Regions from separate parts of the Mus musculus genome. Here regions 2 and 3 are each linked to region 1. A link is a contact called in public Hi-C and HiChIP or PLAC-seq data. All regions are on one chromosome and are shown on one strand. Each heading gives the region's core, a stretch centred on a gene start, on an enhancer-like site or on the middle of the called end of the contact. The rest is flanking DNA. Distances are from core to core; before and after follow the strand shown. Region 1 overlaps Rfx4 (regulatory factor X, 4 (influences HLA class II expression)). Region 2 overlaps Rfx4 (regulatory factor X, 4 (influences HLA class II expression)). Region 3 overlaps Ric8b (RIC8 guanine nucleotide exchange factor B).

The links. A called contact is a pair of places that touch in the nucleus more often than the background predicts. HiChIP or PLAC-seq counts read pairs in DNA pulled down with a chosen protein or histone mark.
Region 2: a Hi-C map of liver shows a contact between it and region 1, with 3 times the contacts expected there. The contact joins two enhancer-like sites. A contact is called at or near these places in 2 of 39 promoter capture datasets (embryonic stem cells and liver), 2 of 484 Hi-C or Micro-C datasets (the HL-1 cell line and liver) and 3 of 115 datasets of contacts at active chromatin or transcription factors (embryonic stem cells, liver and neural progenitor cells).
Region 3: a contact with region 1 is called in an H3K27ac HiChIP or PLAC-seq map of extraembryonic endoderm stem cells. The contact joins two enhancer-like sites. A contact is called at or near these places in 1 of 484 Hi-C or Micro-C datasets (the G1E-ER4 cell line), 1 of 115 datasets of contacts at active chromatin or transcription factors (extraembryonic endoderm stem cells) and 1 of 9 other capture datasets (pancreatic islet).

The regions. Positions count from the first base shown.
Region 1 is chr10:84,883,294-84,887,767 of GRCm38.p6, reverse strand. All of the region lies in intron 15 of Rfx4 (regulatory factor X, 4 (influences HLA class II expression)), which reads right to left. Among named protein-coding and RNA genes, the nearest start is that of Gm40728, 22 kb to the right of the region's middle. Within about 2 kb of position 1,362, at least 72 of the 459 cell types and tissues checked have an H3K27ac peak or open chromatin away from gene starts, as enhancers often do. A contact at or near this core is called in extraembryonic endoderm stem cells, liver and neural progenitor cells, where this site is marked.
Region 2 is chr10:84,808,172-84,812,259 of GRCm38.p6, reverse strand. The region is part of intron 3 of Rfx4 (regulatory factor X, 4 (influences HLA class II expression)); the gene reads right to left. The region is part of intron 2 of Gm40728 (a long non-coding RNA gene); the gene reads left to right. Among named protein-coding and RNA genes, the nearest start is that of Gm40728, 53 kb to the left of the region's middle. Within about 2 kb of position 1,924, at least 22 of the 459 cell types and tissues checked have an H3K27ac peak or open chromatin away from gene starts, as enhancers often do. A contact at or near this core is called in liver and neural progenitor cells, where this site is marked.
Region 3 is chr10:84,994,885-84,999,162 of GRCm38.p6, reverse strand. All of the region lies in intron 8 of Ric8b (RIC8 guanine nucleotide exchange factor B), which reads right to left. The region is part of intron 1 of Gm34633 (a long non-coding RNA gene); the gene reads left to right. Among named protein-coding and RNA genes, the nearest start is that of Gm34633, 7.0 kb to the left of the region's middle. Within about 2 kb of position 1,477, at least 27 of the 459 cell types and tissues checked have an H3K27ac peak or open chromatin away from gene starts, as enhancers often do. A contact at or near this core is called in extraembryonic endoderm stem cells, where this site is marked.

The sequences.
Region 1 (4,474 bases), core at 113-2,612:
GGGCTGGGAACCAAACCCAGATTCTCTGGAAGAGCATCCAGTGTTCTTAACGCTTGAGTCATCTCTCTAGCCCTGACGGACAAATTTTGGAGTTTGTTTTGTTTATGTTTGTTTTTAACTACTATAATCAAAAAAAGTTCTATTTGGATAGTGTTGTTTTCTGAGATCCTTAACAATACCTTTCTTATAACCTTCAAGACTGAGACAGAAAGATTGTGTGTGTACGTGGTGACGCACGCCTTTAATCCCAGCACTCAGGAGGCAGAGACAGGCGGATTTCTGAGTTCGAGGCCAGCCTGGTCTACAGAGTGAGTTCCAGGACAGCCAGGGAAATACAGAGAAACCCTGTCTCAAAAAACAAAAAAACAAACAAAAAAACAACAACAAAAAAAGATTGTGTGTGTAGATCTGCCTCTCCCTCTATCAGTACGCATCCATGGCCACCTCAGGCTGGGGATAGCTGTGTTTAAGGAGCGTGCCCACTGGCATGGGAAGCCTGGTCTGTTTTATGTTGCTGCACTAATAATACTAATAGCTCCATGCTCAGCATCAGACAGACCAAACTGACCAGGGCAACAAATGAACCCATTCCCAGAAGGGCATGATGGCTTTCTCTCTTGGTGCCTGTTCCTTACACACCACAGCCAGTCCTTAATACACCAGGCTCTTTCTGCCTAGGGCCTGTGCGCACGATGTCCTTGTTGGCCCTCCCCAACTCCTACATAGTCAGCTCCTTGTGGTTGGCCATTTCTGTGACAGACATCACTGTCCACCAAGCTGGGCAGTCTCCGGGTTACACTTTTTCCATACCTCATTATTCTTTCCACTCACACCTCTTATGGCCATCCGGAGTTACATATTTACCTGGCCGTTTAGTTCTACATTAACTCTTACCCACTGAAGCTAAGTACCACCAACGGCAGTGACTGTATCTGTTTTGTCTTGTCTCCACTTCTGTACCTCCAAGGCTGGGCGCAGGCGAAACACAGAATCTGCGCTTAGCACAGTAACAATTGAATAGCAAACGGAGGGAAAGGTCTGTGTGATGGATCAAGTGAAATCAAAGCATGCCTGAAACGATCTTATTTTTTCCTGTCCTGATTCATTTCTCCTAATTCTGTTCCTTTAAAGAGGAGGAAGGAGCTATGACGGAGTGGGGAGGAAGTCACTGTAAATGAGTCACCAACCAGTGCCCACCATTGGTAGCTGCTTGGCTTAGTCCGCCTCAGTGTGGCTGAGCTTTTGTTACTGGGAGAGTCTCGGGGTCAGTTATCTTTGTGACAGCCTCAGCTGCTGCAGAGAAAGTGCAGCTGGGCAGGCCAGATGTTCTACAGTCAGGGCCATTTGGGAGGAATCCCCCTGTTTCATCAGGCATCCGAACTTCCCAGTGATTGGATGTGCTGGGTTTGTGTTGCAGGGAACCTGGGTGGGAAGCTGAAAACACTAGCTTAATAATTAACTTTTTATTGTCAGTGCCAAAGCGGGAACACTTACAATGACATCATAAATGGGGCTTTTAGAGCCCTGTGGTGGCCCGCCCAGACAGAGTCTGAGCTTAACATTTTGTTTTAAATGACATTAAAGAATTGCAGCCCAATGTCATGTTAAATAGACTGATCCATTTGACACCACCTACTAGGTCCACGAGGGAGAAAAAAAGCTCCTTTCCCCTAAGTTTCTGAACTTTGCCTGACCAGGAGGGAGGGGGCAGGCCGGCAAAGTTCCCAAAGTTCCGGGTGGGCAGATGACAAATGCCAGGTTTTACCTGGTGAAAATCTGTGGTTGTGGAGTCCTGTAACTGGTCTCTCACCATGTGTTGCCCAAAGGCAGCTTTAGTAAACCACTCTAGTCTGGCTTTGAGCAGCCTCAGGTTTCGGTGCCTGTTCCTATCTTTTCCTTACCTCCTCCACTTGTTTAAAACTGATAGCACTGTCTTAAGAGAACATATTTACAAATATGTCTGCATGGACATGGACTGAGACATGGACATGATTAAGTAGAGAAACTGTCGTCCTTGAGAGTTATAACTGTGCAGCTGTCTTTCCCAGCTGTCAGAGGATGCCACAGGGTTATATGCCAGGGACTAATACTTTATGCTAGGAAGTGTCCATCCAATAGGAGACGGTAGCTCGATGAAAAGGCTCATCTGGCTGGCCTTGACTCTGAGGTCAAACCTAATAATACATCATTGGGTCAGTGATACTCAGAATATGTCTGAGATCCAACAAAGTAACTAGGTCACATGCAATTTCACTTAAGGTTGGGGGTAGGGATAGGAAACTTTGTTAGCCAAAGTTTGCTTATTTCACATCCATTGATTTTTTTTTTCTTGCTATCTGCTTTGGGTTTGTTGTTGAACTTTACTTGTAATTGTGAGTGTGTGTGTGCACGTGGGCACGTGTGTCCACCAGAAGAGGGTAATGTATCCCTTGGAGTGGGAGTTACAGGTTGTGAGCTGCCTGGTGTAGGTGCTAGGTTTGTTGTCAGTGTTGTTGAGCAAAGTCTTCTGTAGCCCAGGCTAGCCTCAAGCTTACTAGGTTGCACAGGATGACCGTGAACTTATGATCCTGCCTCCCACCTCTTGAGTTCTGTGATTACAGAGGTGTGCCAACATTCAAAGTTTATGCTAGGAACTGAACCAAGACATCATGAATGCTAACCAAGGAACCCCTTTACCACTTAAGTTACATTTTCAGCCCCTATTTGGGGTTCCTTTAAAAACATGGTTTTTGGTTTGAGTCTGGCTATATAACTAAGTAAGAAAGGCACTTGCCACTAACCTTGACAGCTCGAGGTTAATCCCCGAAACTCACATGGTAGCAGCAGAGAATCAACTACCACACTTTGCCTCTGACCGTCCCACAAATGCACACACATCCATACTCAAACATGTGCATGTGCACACACATACACAAATAAGTGTAATTATTTGTTTTCAAGTTTTTGGGAAGTAGATGGGAAAATGGCAATTTAATAAAACTAATTGGACATTAAAGTCATATAGGGAGTTAAATTTTTAAAAGAGCATGACGACTCTTACTAGATTTACAAAGTTATTTTTCAATTTTACAGTATCATTCAATAAAAGTATGCACAAGGCCCCAAATTTAAGACTCCTACAATAATGCGTGTATAGCATGTGCTTAAAACCACGCAGCTTCTTAGGAAATGATGCACGCTTCTCCCCAGACCACGGCCCAGTGCTCGTCCAGATCCAGTCTATGGATCCAAACTTGATCCACGGAGCATTCTGAAAGTGGTACTAGAGAAAAATAGTATACATCCTTTTATGGAAGATGATGTTTTTAGTGCCCTCTGGGGATTCCTAAGAACAAAGCTGGAATGTGCCAGAATCTTCAAAGCCTACAGTCATCTGAAGAGAACCTGTTTCACATTTGTGATTCTCAGAAGCTCCCTTTATGACCTGCAGCACGTTGCACAGAAACCTCTTAACACTTTTATGATATTCCTATGGCCTTGGTGATCATCACACCTGCCCCTATCTTGAGGCCTCCGAATTGCTACAAAGAAAGCCCGGCAGACTCCCTGGCAGGACAAGGCTGATATGCTCCTGTTAGTCTCTCCTGCACATGCCTCAAGCCTCACACTCTCCTGTCCCACAAACACCCCCTGGTCTATGTGTCGTTCTTGGGGGGGGGGCTTCCACTCCACTCACACTGTCAGGTCTGCAAACTTCAGGATGGCCATGACTTGGTGAGTCACCTTGGCGATGGTGGGCATATCAGAAGCATGATTGGGAATATGGCTCTTGGTGGTTCCTGCTGCCCCATCGATTCCTCCAGGAAGCAGAAGACCCAGTGGATGGTGATCGATCTAATCCTTCCCATGTAGGAAGAACCCTTGAGTGCTGGAGAAGCATGCACAGTACTCATGTATACTTCCTGTTTGGTTGTCAGTGAGCAAAAAATGTCCTTCTTTAAGTCCTCTTCCTAGTGAGTGTCAGGACTGCCTTGCCTGAAGGTTTGTTGAACTGGATTTCCAGAGTCTCTAGTAGTGTGTCTGCAGGCACTTTTTCTTTCTTTCTTTCTTTCTTTCTTTCTTTCTTTCTTTCTTTCTTTCTTTCTTTCTTTCTTTCTCTCTCTCTCTCTCTCTCTCTCTCTCTCTTTCTTTCTTTCTTTCTTTTCTTTTCTTTTTTAAAAAGATTTATTTATTTTATTTATGTGAGCACACTATAGCTGTCTTCAGACACACCAGAAGAGGGCATCAAATCTTATTACAGATGGCTGTGAGCCACCGTGTAGTTGCTGGGAATTGAACTCAAGACCTCTGGAAGAGCAGTGCTCTTAACCTCTGAGCCATCTCCCCAGGCCCCCCTGCAGGCACTTCTTTTGGGCTCTTCTACTCAGCTATGTGAAGGTGTTGCTGTTGCCAGGCTGGGGGAACCCACCAGAATCTAGTAGAACCCCATAGTGAGAGAATGGGCATTTCCAAATGGCTGTGTTTAAAATGCTTT
Region 2 (4,088 bases), core at 675-3,174, 76 kb after region 1:
GCATTGAAGACATAGAACAACTCTAAATAAAATTTGAAGTTTTCTTTAAAAAAAAATTATTCTAAACACCAGAATTTGGGCATATAAATGGAATTCTGCCTCCACTGACATCCACCTGCCGGAGGGTTAAACACTTCTGCCAACAATGCTGTGACACATGACAATGTGGAGCCTGGCATGCGTACAGCTCAATAAACTCACCAGCAGGAAACATTTCTCCTTTGATGACTGGATTTTAAGAAACAACTCAAAAAGAAAGAAAAAAAACTGGAATCAAATTTAGGGGACAAAGTGATGAATACCCATTTTACCAACCTTTGTTTTGTTTCCTTTTGGTTTATGTTTTTGGGTTTTTTTTTGTTTTGTTTTGTTTTTGTTTTTGTTTTTTGAGGTTTTTTTTTTTTTTTTTTTTGGTTTTGTTGTTGTTTCGGTTTCAGCTAAAATAAGGCATGAATCTTAAGCAACGGAGTAAATGTCCTCATGTAGCTTTAAACTCACTCTGAGGACCCTTGCCAGGGAAGTGGTCCAGTACTGTTGTAACTCCTGTAGAGTGAGGACGAGGCCTCCCAAGGTGACCACTTGCAGGGGGTGGCACTTGGTCAGCTCATTCCAACATGACTTTGAAGGAAAATCAGCTCAGTCATTTCATACCCAAGTCTCCTAAATGAATATGACCCCCGGACTCGGGCAAATGGCAAAGCCAAGTACTAAGGGGGTCCCAGGCATTCTGTCCCCTGCCCTTTCCTGGGACTGGGCATAGGGAGCGGATCCTGCTGGCTCTCATGCTCCAGTAAATACCTTACGCAATCCTTTCTAGGTGACCCAATACCCTGAGGCTAGGGGGAGCACCCAGTCACCTCAGAATCCCTAAAGTCCCACATAGTCCTTGGCACATGATAGGAGCCTGATATTTGATGGATGGATCATTTCAATCGTTTACTCATCCGATAGATAAACACTGACTTTATCGCTTGCTGGGCACTGAGGTCATGTCATTGCGAGCAAAATGGTCCTTGATGGATATCATGAACAGATTCATGGTAAACAGAGGGATAAAGATGAGATCTTTAATTCAACACTGAGGGCTACCCAGTGTTCTGAACACAAGAAAACAGATTAGTATGGCCCCTGTATAAGGATGATATGCAAATTCATGTAGTGTTCCACATTAAAAATAAATAAATAAATAAATAAATAAATAAAGGGACGATTGTGACCCAAATGAAGCTCTTCCATACCAGTAGTGCATGTTCTCCGTGTCACCAAGTGGAACCCTGTGTTCCGCTCAGGAAAACTAGCTCCATGGACGTATAGGTTTCTTGGGCCTGCCCTGCACTTTGGATCTGGGATGAATGAAAACCCGTCTTCAAATTTAGCCAAGATCCCTCACTGCCACTCACAGCATTGTTCCTCTGTAGAGGTGACATCAGCGGCCCAGCTGAGGCTCAAACTTTACAGGGACCATGTAAGTGAGGCAGCTGTCACCAACGGGGGTCCCACAGGCATGCTTTGTTTAGCCTGAGCAGCACTGGCTCAGCTTTTAAACCCCTGGACTTCACACAGAAGAAGCTGGATTCCTGGCTTCTTATGAAAAAGTCGAGGTCTGGCAACCCTGGACCCGTATTCCCTCATGACAGCAATTGGCCAGGGTGAGCAGTGCCTGGGGGTTGGCCCGAGTCCTCACCCCTCCCCATTTTTCTTACACCAAGACTATTTTCTGTTCCTTTCCTGGCTCCTGTGGGCACTTGTGTTGGCATAAGACATGACCTATGTCCTAGTTCACTTTGGAGTCTATTTGGGGAGAGTGACATACAAGAAACAATAATATTTAAATACTATAAACTCCTGACCGTAGAGGCTATTGAAGAGGGAAACAGATGGGTGTGTAGATGGGAGTGAATAGTTATGGTTTCACAGAGGACTTGGGACTGAAATTTTGTAACAGCAAACAACAGCTCACATTCATGGAACTTGTCCTAGGTGCCAGGCCCTGGGTATCCAGGCTTTTACTTCATTCTCATGAGAGTCACGTAAAAGCCAGGCGTGTCAACACATGCCTGCAATCCTAGCACTCAGAAGGGTGAAGTGGGAGGATCTGGGTTTGCAGTGAGCTTAGGCTATGTAGTGTATCCAGGGATAGCCTGAGCTACATAGTTGAGCACCCAGGTCAACAACAGCAAAGCCCAAATGAAGCACAGCAAAGTAAAGTAAAGCAAAGCAAAAACAAAACAAACACAACACACAAGATAGGCATTACACCCATCGTTCAGATTGCAAATTCAAGGCTCAAAAAGTAGAATTCGTTTGCTAATATGACCAGTAGTTAAGAGAGTTCTCACTAGAAACCCGGTCTGCCACCGAAGTTGGAGGAGGCTTTGGGCAAGAGGAACAGCAGAGAGCAATAGGTATGTCATACACTTTGAACCATGGAGACATCTGTCTGCATGGGAAGAGGGGCTTGTGGAAGAAGAAGGAAAAGGAGAGAATGGTGGAAATTGAGGGGAATCTTTAAATATGCAAAGGAGTGGCCTCACCAAGGTGCTACCTTAACGTGCCCTTTCCAGAAGATCAGTGAATAGCATTCAAATGATTGGGGGCTAAAAGGATGGCTCATTAGCTAAGAGCGTACACTGCTCTTCTTTCAGAGGATCTAAGCAAGCTCAGTTCTCAGCAACCTTGGCAGGTGGCTCATAACTTCTGTAAGTCCAGCTCCAGGCACTGACCGTCTCCTGACCTCTGCCTTCATTTATATACACATGGCATACATTCACACAGACGCATCGATACACGTAGTTTTTTTTTTTTTTTTTTTTTTTTTTTTAAACAGGAAGACTGAAAAAACCCAAAGACTCATGGATTAGCTCAGTTAGTGAAACATGAGAACCTTTACTTATAAAGCATGAGCTTAGATCCCAGCGCCCATGGTTCAAAATGAGCATGATAGTATGTGCATGTAGCCCAGTGCTGGGGATGCAAGGAGGGACTCTGGCTGGGCCACCAGCATAACAGATTGGTGAGTTCAAAGTTCAGTGAGAAACCACGCCTCAAAATAATAACATGCAGAGTGACTGAAGAAGGTGGGTCAGAATACTCCATGCTGACCTCTGGCCTTTGCGTGTGCGTGCACGCACGCACGCACACACACACAAGACTCAGAGGCAAGACCACTTGATTACTTCTAGAATGCTCTATAAGTCATAATAATAATGTTGATGACAAAGGTTAGGGACACCGAGGTAAAGCTTGATATGTTCTATTAGTCAATAACAAAGTATGAAAGAACACACACACACATACACACACACACACACACACACACACACACATACATACAGAAACAAGAAAACCTCCTGAGTTCCATTTTAGACTTGAGTGTTCCATTAAACAACTTCCCTAAAGGTTTGACTTTGTCGTTTCTAATAAGCAAATGTGAGGAGTTGGGCAGCCGGGACTTGTTGGAGAGGGAGGCGTCCCTTGTGCTAACTGTGGTAATGACGGTTCTGAGTTTGTTTTGGATAAATAATCATGGATGCAGTGGGGAAATATGCTTTTCAAGCCATTCGGAATCTGTATGTGGAGGACTTTTAAATGAGAAAGCCCTGCCCCCTTTAAAGTATAGGAGTGGTGGATAACCAAGGATAATGAACAATCTTGGATTAGTTGGTAGTTTTTAGATGAGTCAATGAACACACGAGACTAGTTTGGAATCACTATACTAGTTCAGGCAAGAAGTACAGGGCCTAAACTGAATCAAGATAGCATACAGAGTCTAGGTCTCATTTTGTCCCGCTAGGGAAGTAGGCAGTAACTAAGACAGTCTCAGGAGCTCATCCTTCCATCATCAGAGACACCCCAGGATGGGAAAAGCTTGGGAGAAGTTATGTTTTCTTCTTTCTCTCTTTGTCTCTCTTTGTCTCTCTTTCCTTTCTTTCTCTCTTTCTTTTTTTCTTTCTTTCTTTCTTTCTTTCTTTCCTTTCTCTCTTTCCTTCCTTCCTTTCTTCCTTCCTTTCTTTTTCTTTCTTTCTTTCTTTTTCTTTTTCTTCTTCTTTTTCTTTTTTTTTTTTTTTTTTGAGACAGGGTTTCTCTGT
Region 3 (4,278 bases), core at 228-2,727, 110 kb before region 1:
TTTAAACACAGGACGCAAACACCGGTTCATGTCTCCCTTTAAACAGATTTTTCCCCCATTATGATACTCAGGGGGACGTAAGCAAAACCACATAAAGCCCAAGCCAGGACAATAAACTGCACCACTCTCTCAGAGAAAAACGCCAACATGTCGGCACAGAAGGCAGGCAGGAGCTACCTCTCCCTTTTAGTCAGTTTCATACGTTGTCCACCCAGAAGAAGAGAAAACACGTCATCACACAACAATAATGCCAAGCTGGATATTTTGGAATGAACACATACATACAATCAAAGATAGCATTTATGTTTCAAAATCCGACTACTATAAAACTCTGAGGTTATTTTTACTATGTTTGAATGCTGAGTCTTAGTTCCTCCAAGGACACTAACTGTGGTGGGCCTTAGGAGAATGGTATGTATTTATTTATTTATTTACCTCGTCTTTCCTCCCCCTTTCCATCATTCCAGCCCTGTGATTAATTTTATCTTCCAATTAGGTGAACTCCTGTGGATACATGAACTGGCATGTCATGGCCTGACAACAGGAGGATTATGACACACTAAAATGGTGTGAGTGTGTGTATAAAAGATGAAATACATTTCAATTATTTTATCCTTCTAACTATTGCTGTTTCTGGTTAATATCAGCATCACTTAACAAAAAGAACTACACAGAAACTTGGCTCTATGAAAGCTTCAACCTTTAAAGGCAGGGCTTAAGTTTTACTCAGAGTTCTGGCAAAGATAGGGGGGGGGTGGGCTACACTGCTGCAGCACTAGCCAGACCCACAGGGCACAGACACCAGCTCTAATGGGATTCCTGGTTCCTTCTGCACCATATTTCAAGTCCAGTACTGATAGTCAGGATTGAAGCTTGATAGCTTGAGGGGCTAATTTTTATGGCCTCAAAGCCTTCTAAACATCTACGTTAATATCCACAGATAGCATTCCTTAGGGAAGATAACTGCTTCAGGGAAGCTTCTCTCTCCAATAAATGGTGGAGAATGCAGAAACTCTTGGCTGCTCGAGGCGCTGAGAAAAAGGAACAGCTGAACTCAGCTCAAAACCACAGGACACTTGTATCACTATCTCTAAGCCTCAAGGAATCCAGGGAAGAACACAAGAGTGGATGGACATAAAATTCCGTTTTCTTGGCATTACACAGCAACTGCAACCATGAACTTATGCAGTTGCCTGCATTGGTCAGGAACAAGAACGGGCCTGTCAAAGGGGAGGGATTCACGGGGGCTGGCATTGTGCATTGTTGTTAAAACTACTGACTGCTCAGAGGTTCTGGGAAAGGAGTCAGTGATTTCAGTTGTGCCTCCTCCCCCGGGAATCCACCAAACTTTAATCCACAGCCACACAGATAAGCCCTGGTTAAACACAGTAGATCACAAAACAATAGACAGTATGGGGGTGGGAAAGGGATCTGTAGAGAAGGGCTACTGACAGAGATGGCAGGGAGAAAAGAGAAGAGAAACTGCAACGCATATGTACTCGTATGCAATTGTCAGATCTGCAAGGAGGCGAGCAAGACAGGTCACCAGAGCAGCGCATACATGCCAGCTATGGCAGAGCCCTCTGCTCAATTCCACAAGCTGGCTGCTGTGTGAGGACTTGGCTGCTCACGAGGAGAACTTGTCAGTTTTCTAAAGACGCTAGAGATCCACATTCTCATCTGAAACGTCTGCATCCTAAATGCTGCCAAGGGATTAGCAAGCACCTTTCAAAGTGAGAACAAAAATATAAACAAAAAAATACTACATGGGACAAACCAAATAAACCATACCTGTGGGCAAAATTCTGCTTCCATGCTGATAAATCCACACCCTCTACAGAGTTTTTAGGGAAAGGCACTTATTTCTGTATGTCTAGACCAGGAAGGAAGAAGGGAGCAGGTGTGTAGGGAAGAGGTTCTGCAGGGATAAAGACCACGCTGTCTTTCCTGGGGCCTCCCCACAACACCTGGTTCCTGCACCTTCCCAAGCAACACAAAAAACAATGCCTTCATCTCCTAAGCCCCACCCTGGCTACCAGAGCTTCTCCACTGGAGCTGTTGACTAACTCAGTCAACAGCTCCAAAAATGTATTAACCCAGGGGTTGGAGAGATGGGTCAGCAGTTAAGAACACTAGCTGCTTTTGCAGAGAAACTGGCTTTGATTCCCAGTTCCCACATAGGGGCTCTCAACTGTCTGTAACTCTAGTTCCAGGAGATCTGACAGGCTCTTCTGCGACCCCCACCCCCACCCCCCCGGCATCTGACATGCACATGGGGCATAGACATACATGCAGGCGAAAGACTCAAACAAAAAATAATTAAAAATATATTAATGTAGTCAACAAACATTTATAGAAAGACAGACTTTTGATTTTTAAATCCCATTTCCTCATGAAACTTACCTTCTTGCAAACAAAGGGACAAAACCCCAGACCTAAGGAACAGGGATGCTTAGGAGGGAAATGTAGAAGCCCAGGCTTTAGACGGCACTACACAGGCTGCACAGAGAACAGACCTGAGCAAGACCTGGGGGTGGGGTCAGGGATGGGAGGGTAACACAGCAGCTCTCTGGAGGAGGTGTGCTCCACACAGAGACACTCAACATGAAGTCACGTGTTTGACAAGTAGTGAAGAGGCCGGTGGTACGGGCGGAGAGACACAGTGCATACAAACCACAGTGAGAACCTTGGCTTTCAGTCACTAGACAGTTTTAAGCAACTAATATTGTCTGACTCAGATTTTACACGGATCCCAGTAACTGTTGAGCTGAGAATGTAATGAAAAGTCCCAAGGCAGAATCAACAAGGTCAGTTAGATGGTGCTGATTTAAACCGTACCAGAGAGACAGACCTGTGACTTGGTGGTGGAGCACTAGCTTGCCGTGCAAGAAGCCATGGTTCTGTCACTGGTACTAGACAAAGGGGGAAGGATTTTGGACAGAGCCAAAGTTTCAGCGTGGTGCCAGTTAAAGCAGAAGGCATAACTAAATAACAAGTGCAATATGAAGATCTAGCCATAGCTATCAGGTGCTATCCAGTAAAAAGGACGACTACTATATATGATTTCACATACAGACAGGAAGAAGCTAGGAGAGGGTGCAGGGAAGTGAACAGTTGCATTGGGAAAGACGAACAGTCTGGAGATAAACTGGACACAGTCAGACACACCTGCATCCCAGCACCCTCAAGGCTGTGGCCAGCCTGTGGGTTTGAAGATCAGTCTAGGCTATCCAGTGAAACCTGTGTAAAAGAGGCTGTGCAGCAGTGAATGGACTGATGGCCACTGGGTCTCACATGCTAAATGGCTAGAACGTTAGTTCCATGTTGTGTACATTGTTTCCCGAGTGAGGATGCTGCTGTTTCCTCTGAAGCCAGTCGTAGTGCTATGTACCTAGAGTCTCAGCGCTGGGGAAGCTGTGGCAGGGGGACTCTGAGTTCAGTGTCAGCTTGGAACTGAGAAAATTCCATTCTGAAAGTGCAAGTTACAAAGGCTGTTACATGTGTAGAGGTGCTATGGAGGAGGCAGGAGGAGTAATAAGTTTCTTTTCAATTATGGTCTTTTTGTGACCAGACTTTACATGTATTTCACTGAGTGCTTATAGTCATAAGCCTTACTTTCTAGCTAAATCCTAGTCTATACAAATACAGCCCAGATTAGGCAAAGGGAAAAAAATCTTCAAGTCTGATTTGTGGTTCATGCACTTTAAGAAAAATTGAAACCATACAATGTATATAATAACAGGACAATTACCAGCAGACCTAAGCCGCACAACAACATTTTGACAAGGGGAAGAATACTCAGCGTGATGCCTTGTGCTCAAGAAACAGCCTGTGTGACAGTGCTCCAGCATCTGAGATCACTGTAGTCAGACAACTATCCCAAAAGTGCTTCTGGACTCTACAAACTAGTGTGAAGACTGTCAGAAACTATCCGGGGTTCTGGCCACTTCTGACTCTGCCCCTCCTACCTCTCTAAGGCAGCCCCTAAGACACCTCTGGATATCTCTGTATCTAGCCTGAAAGCTACAGATCCAAAGCTGGAAGTAAGTCAGTTAAACACATTAAACATGCATCTCTCCACTGATGTTTAGGATGATGAAAACACACCAGTTATCCAGGGGCTCTATGCTCAGAGGCATCGGAGAAAGCAGTAGAAAATTCACATTTAGCTGCTTGTAGTGGTACAGGCTTTAACGCTGCACTTAGGGAGGCTGAGGCAGGGGGATCTCTGTGAATGTGAGGCCAGCCTAACCTAAATGTGAGGTTTAGGCTAGGGCT